Regions from separate parts of the Bombyx mori genome. Here region 2 is linked to region 1. The links are chromatin contacts, called in public Hi-C maps. All regions are on one chromosome and are shown on one strand. The core of a region is the stretch at or near the end of the contact, and the rest is flanking DNA. Distances in the headings are between cores, read along the strand shown.

The links. A called contact is a pair of places that touch in the nucleus more often than the background predicts.
Region 2: a contact with region 1 is called in a Hi-C map of midgut, with 1.9 times the contacts expected there. The contact joins the promoter of LOC101745606 here to the enhancer-like site in region 1. A contact is called at or near these places in 2 of 7 Hi-C or Micro-C datasets (midgut and whole pupa).

Annotation. Positions count from the first base shown.
Region 1 is chr25:6,310,718-6,314,209 of ASM3026992v2, reverse strand. All of the region lies in intron 3 of LOC101745606 (ETS-like protein pointed), which reads left to right. Among protein-coding and RNA genes, the nearest start is that of LOC101745754, 26 kb to the left of the region's middle. Within about 2 kb of position 1,964, at least 8 of the 8 cell types and tissues checked have open chromatin away from gene starts, as enhancers often do.
Region 2 is chr25:6,357,172-6,360,663 of ASM3026992v2, reverse strand. It overlaps LOC101745606 (ETS-like protein pointed), which reads left to right and starts at 1,877. Exons shown (of 11, transcript XM_012688950.4): 1 at 1,877-2,165. LOC101745463 (exocyst complex component 5) reads left to right here. Exons shown (of 14, transcript XM_004924451.5): 14 at 1,360-1,574. The coding sequence ends at 1,455.

The DNA.
Region 1 (3,492 bases), core at 715-3,214:
TAAAATATATTCGAATTTCGATTTATGATTTCTTAATTTTTTTAATATCACAACCCTGTCACTGAAAAAGAATTTTAATAACGTAATGTAGGTGTTAGTCATCATACACAAATCAAAAATAAAAAGAATAATAATAAACAAAAGTCACACAACAATTCGACACGTATCCACGGCAGAGGATGTTGCGGTGTCCACTTCCCCTGTAGCTGTTGATCGCTATACAGGATGTTGCCAAAACTTCGCCAATGTATATTTTCACCGGCATAACAGCCGAAGTAACTACAAGTTTCTCGGAATACTATTATTTAACACTTCATAAACAAACGAAGGTTTTAGTTTCATTCACAAGTTCGTGACTGGGCGCGTGCTTAGTTTAATGAAATGTTATGTTTACAATGTTGTAGCTTTTAATAAACCAACTAGGAATATTTTTTAATAACTTTATGTTTCTTATCGCGATCATCTAAGGATTAAAATTAAACAGAATAATCCCGCGGTTTGTATTCGTCACAATGATAGTGTTATGAAAACGAGCGGAACTCAACTAATTAAGTGGCTCAATGAATTCATTATGTAGATGGCTAAATAATATAATGGGAATTATCGAAATAACGTTCAATATATATTTTTTTGTATTTTTACAACTAAATTTGGAATCTTTTACTGTATGTTATCGATGTACATTTTGTCGATAATCTATACTAATATATAAATCTGCAGTGGTTTTTACGGATGTTCCGTTATAACTACTGAACCATGCATCCGATTGACTTGAAACCTGGTATCCATGTAGAAAATACATGTATTTAATGGATAGCATATATTTATATGAGTGTTGGACTCCCTAATAATAATGACAATAAATAATAATGTAAATTATAAATGCGCAGCGAAGCGGGCGAGTATGGCTAGTCATAATATAATTTTCACAAAATCACTATTAAGTTTTAACAACTTTTAGATACAATATAATGTGCGTTTTTATGACACATTAATATGAAATTTATGAGTCTGTATTCACTGACATTGTGAGTAACTTTATACATTGGCGTGTTGAGCACTTTTTATGCTCAATCAAGTCGAAACAGTCTCATGTGTCACCTGGTTTTTAAACTTTATTCAAATATCGTCTTTATACCACGAGAGGTAAAGTGATATTTTGCTTAATAGTTTTTTATTTTTACTGAACACATCTGGAAGCTGGAATACTTGCTTGTCATATGGTTTAGCTTTAATCAGTTGTGACAATAAATTTAAAGTAATTTTTCATTGGGCATAGTGACATTATTTTAAATTTGTAAATGATAACACAAATGTTTTTCAGGGAGAGTTTTAACAAGTGAAAAGTTGCATCACATGGGCCATTAATAGCTTTTGTTTTAAGTTTAGAATAAAGTTCAAGGCTAAATTTGATTTATTTAATTAATTCGATAGTTTTTACTTACGTTTTTACTTTTAACTAGATGATCAGTTTGGAAAGCCGATATTAATCGTCTATCAATTTATTTCTCCGCCACCTACGCTGATGCAGTGTCAACAGTACGACATATGAACAGAGTTATTAGTTTGAAAACGACAAATTATGTCTATACTTATAGTTCCTTCTTGTGACCGAAGTCGGATGTCTGAACAATTTTAAATAGGACTAGGTACTATGCCTGGTTTCCGTACATTGACTAATCATTAAAACACAGCTAATGTCAAAACAAACCCACAAGACGTTCGTGTTTGAATTCCAAAACGTAAGGTTCGTTGACATCTTACGGCAAGACTTCAAGGCGCTTAATTTAAATAAACGCTAAAGTTTCAGTTCGCAACTTTGCAAGTACAAAGCCGTATACTATTTCTGTTAGTCAGCTAAAATGTTGACTTAAGAAAATTCTCATGAATGCCCACCACGCCGCGGTCGGTCGGATAAACACGTGTCGGCACACACGCGCGGATAGTCAGTCCGTGAAGACAATACGGTCACGCACACATCCGCACTCCATTCATAGTTAGCTCGTGAATGGCTTCGGCGAAAGCTCCGCTGGAGTATGCTAGCCTGGTACCGCGGGCAGACCAACCGCCCGACATGTTGATTTATTTATTTCATGAGATTCCTATCAAATTGCTAATTATAATAATTGAACAAAGATCGTAGAGCTTTATAACAGTTTCTTTTTTATCAGTAAATATTATATTATCCAGTTTTCATTTGTTTTTCAGCTAATTATTTCGGAGTTTCTCATCGACTGTAAGACGTGCAAACGTTTAAAAATAATTAACTCATTTCGTAGGCGTTCCCAGTGCTAAAATTATGTGCCAAAGTAAATTACTGACAAAAAAACATGTGTAGTGTTAACAGTAATTAGGTATATCACCGAAAGAAAACTTTAGCAGTGTTAAGAATCATTAATTATGTACATACGGAGAAATCGAATAACTGCTCTTAACAACCACATAAAAGAGAAACAATGTTAATTTACGAAGTATAAATACTTATAATTTTGGCTAATTTATCGTGCTGTGTTCGAAATCCGATCAAAATCACTGATGCCTAAAGAAATAAATTCGTTTTCTCATATTTTCTGATCTGGTTTGTTTTCCTTGTAAAGTGGGAGAAAAAAAATTTCAAATTTCTTCATTTGCTAGCCAAACCTAAGTCTGCTACGTAAGATCGCACGCAAAAAACTCAAAAATCAGTTGATACACAAAGGAGAAAGGAAAAACAAATGTTCTGTCATTTTTTTTTATTTATCAGTGTTTTCATTTAATACTTCGGTAGTATTTTTCAGTTACGCAAAACAAGAACATAATTAGTGTAATTAAAGTCATATTTACTTATTTCTTTTTTTTTACATAAAACTATTTGTCATCGTCTGAACTGAAATCAACAATTTACCAGCACAACCTCCTTTTATCTTTGAAAGCAGTTCGCCTCTATGAAACGTATTGACAAGCATAGATAATCATTTTTCAAATACTATCTTTTTTTTTGTTTTCAAAAATAGAAATTGTAGATTAAAAATGCTTATCGATAATGTTCTTTTCTCTGTTGCCAGTTTTAAAAACAAACAGCAAATACGTAATCAGTTTCCCGGGTAACGTACTCGTATTACATTATATTCAGGGTCAGAGTACGCTAACAGCAGGTATAAAAGTACCTTTATTAATTTTACCTATAAGATTATTACTATCAGAACATTTTATATATCATTCGTGTCACGTAGTTCTCGACTCATACGCATTTAAATGGCCTGTTCGTCACCTGCACTCGACTCCTGGTGTATAGTTTGCATACAAATATACTTTGACACCATGCACAATATTATAATTCGTTAAATATACGATAAAGATACAGACGTAGCGTTTGTTAGAAGTTCAGAAACCCATACGGCCGCCATTCGAATCTATATTCAGGTATTGCTTTACCTTAAAAGGAAAGTCCTATCGGATAATTATCTCCAAAGCAGTCAGGCTTGATTTGAGCAACATACTTGATTTGAGTTC
Region 2 (3,492 bases), core at 628-3,127, 47 kb before region 1:
GACACACCATATTCTATTCTCAATTTGACAACAGACGTAAAGAACAAAAGTTTGACAATAAATAGTATGCATGCGTGTGTGCGTCACAATACATGGTATGTAGTGTGTGTAATGTTCTTTTATCTATCTAATCTTATCTTTTATGCATTATTTTAAAAAAATATTAGCATTGTGCACTTCTTCTCTATATTCTCTATAAGTGTGGTTAATTTCATACTCCTCCGTCCGTGCAATTTTCCTAAGAAGGGATACAAAGTTTTTCCATCACGTATTAATATATAGATTATCGACAATTATGATTTAGATCAGAAACGATTTTTATCTGTCACTTCTTGTCTGATATTATTATTGTTTCTTATTCAAATTAAAATAGGAACTAAATTAAACTATTAATTTATTTTCCAACTCGGTTTGCGTGAAAGAGACAGACAGCATTCTATCTCGATTTAAAAAAAACTTTAATCGCCTGCATCTCAAAATTTTAACAGCAGATTTAAATAATTTATTTAAAACACGTACAATAAATAGACTATACATAAGTACTACCTAAACTGTTTGGTTGTAACAAACAAAAACAGTCATCTCACCGATTGACTTTGCAATTGTAATTTCATTGTTACTCTCTACGTAGGTACTCCAAATACGGAATAAGTAAAATGATATGTCGCTTTGATTTAACAACAATGATCATAATGGATGCTGTAATTTGATCAAAATGTAATTACAGACGAAAAAATAGAAATTTTAAATTAATGTGTATTTTTAATGTTACATTTATATTACTCATAAGTAATTTCTCTGATTTGATATTATTTTTCCGTATTGTAATCCGTATCGTGATCTAAATTCATGTTTAATTTTGATCTCAGTTTATAGTTTTTTGTATAATTTAATAAATTAATTCTAAGGGATGTTAATAAAATTAAACCAATAATTCATAAACAAATTCTAATTTGAAGTCCCTATATAAAGTTTAATCCAACCTTTTTATCCGCCCTCGACGTCAACAAGCCTATCCATTGTAGATTAGTGTACAATCTTGATCGTTTGTTTATTGATACACGTATATTTGGCCTCAAATGACGTCACATAAAACGTTTTTTTGTTTTATTATTATTATTATTATTATTATTTGTTTTTTTGTTTTTATTATTATTATTATTGTTTTTGTTTTAGTCCGAGATTAATTATTATTTTTATTTAATTTTAGTATAAATGAAATGTTAATGCAATGTAATGAAGACGTGTAATATGGATGTAAAATCTGAAGTAAATTAAATAAATAAAATAAAACGATGTTGCATAGAGCCGATTCCGGTGTAATAAAATTGGTGTGTTAACATTGAATTTTTCTTACAGGCGGAGTTTGATCATTCGATTCTGTTGAGCTTCATACAGCTCCGAGCGGATTACAAGAGTCACAAGCTATCCACCTTCCTCAAGGGACTGTCTTAAGCTTTTCCTTAAGTTTCTCTTCATGTTATGTAAACAATATAATATTAGTATTATAAAAAAAAATATTATAAGCAAATATTTATTCTACTAATAAGTAATAGAATTATTGTTGAATGTTACCGATTTTTATTTCTCATTTGGATGTTTTCCCAATTACCAGTTACCCAATTAACGAAGCGATAGCACAATGAACTATACAGATTATTATAATATAAAAATAAAACGTTGTTTTATCTGGGTTGCTTTCGAAATGCGAACTATTAAAACCATTTCTAATAACGCTGGCGCAACACGCACGATGTGCGCCGATGATGTTTTTATTAAGCACAACAAGTACTTCGATACCGGTGGGTCCGTATCGCCGGTAATGCTTGCACAGCGCCTTATCAGCGGTATCTGTACGACATGGCTCCACTACGTCCATTCATAAGTCCGCCCCACCACCGCGGCGCCGCGACGGTGTTTGAATGGAGACGCGCGTGTGTGCGTTCGACGCGGGCGCACCTACGGGCCCGCGCTGGTGTGCGCCGCACTCTGAGCACAGTACTCGACCAACCGGCCGCCGGCTTGTACTGCTGTCAGCTGCTATATCGCGCCGCGTCCCATCACAGTGTTATGCTCGCCAGTTCAGTGTGATCTCGCTTCGATAATCGTTTCACCGAGTGCCCCGTACATATCGCTAATCTGGATAAAATAATTAAAATCGAGAGGTAAGCGCCTCCGCCGTATATGTTTATTTTCATTCAAGTCCCGACGCCTACGCTCCGGCCCGTGTCGCGATTTGTGAGCGACGAATTTACATGTTATAAGCTCATTCATAGAACGTTAGGGTCCGTTTGTATTATTATCGAACGTGTGATGTGAATGGGTGATTAAAACTAGTCAGGCTCAACGAAACGAAGATACGCGACGTCAACTGAATCACAATCACAACACGATGACGATATGAGGTTTTCTTTGTAATATATGTTTTTCGTTTTCTCGGTATCGTAATCGATGGAATCGTTCAGTGGGCCGATCGCGATCGCGGTATCTAGGTGAAACCGCGTCCGTTCCATTTTAAGTATGTTTTTTTATCCCGGCGCTACCTGAGTCGAGTGGTCTCGTCTCGGGGCGGGTTGTAATGGCTCGGCCGCAGTCACTCCGGACCCGACCGCACCTTCAGACAACGCGTAATGCTGCAAAGTAGCTTTTTATCTGTACTCAACGATGCTATACGCTATTTTTAGACATCTGTTTAGGAATTCTTAACCGGCAACTCGGAACGTTCATGTCGATTTATCATTTCGCAATAATTTCACTGCGCCGTTAATCATCTGGTCGTCGCTGGCGAGTGACGAAAAGATAAAGCCAATAAATCAAAAGTTTACGATTATGTTTACTTTCCAACAAAATTGCATTTCTCTGGTTAACCGATTCTCTCTGTGCACGCAATGTAATTGAATCAGCCCCAAAGCCAGTGACGTAATGACTGGATCACGTGTGTCTCACACTAAGTACAAATCATGATTATCGACACAAGTAGATAAGTAACTATCAAATTATACAAACGCTAATTCTCAAGACATCTGATAACGTTTCCGCTTAATAAATAACCAACGAAAGCTAATATTAATAGTGGAAATTAAATAAGGAAATTTCACTGGCTTTTCGAAAAATTTATGTAAATAAAGAATTGGATACAAATCTCGGGCAAACCCGTAAAATTTGACTGACGAACCATACATTCTAATCCTTAACCTATTTTTAAACAAAACACTTTTAACTTAGTAGAAAGAAATGCTTCGACTTCTAAACTAAACTTTTACATCCTTTGTAATAAACGCGTAATGACTGTGTAATAAAATGTTGAAGTTCAGATTTTATTGAAACTCAAGACCACAGGCGAGATTCGGACAAAACTTTAATCACATCTGAAAATTACGTAGGAAAAATAGCTAGACACTTAACAAGAGGTTTTCGAGATACGTACGATAAACGTCTAGTACATAATAATATACCTACTCTAATGACTCTTAACTCTAAATTGTGCTTGGT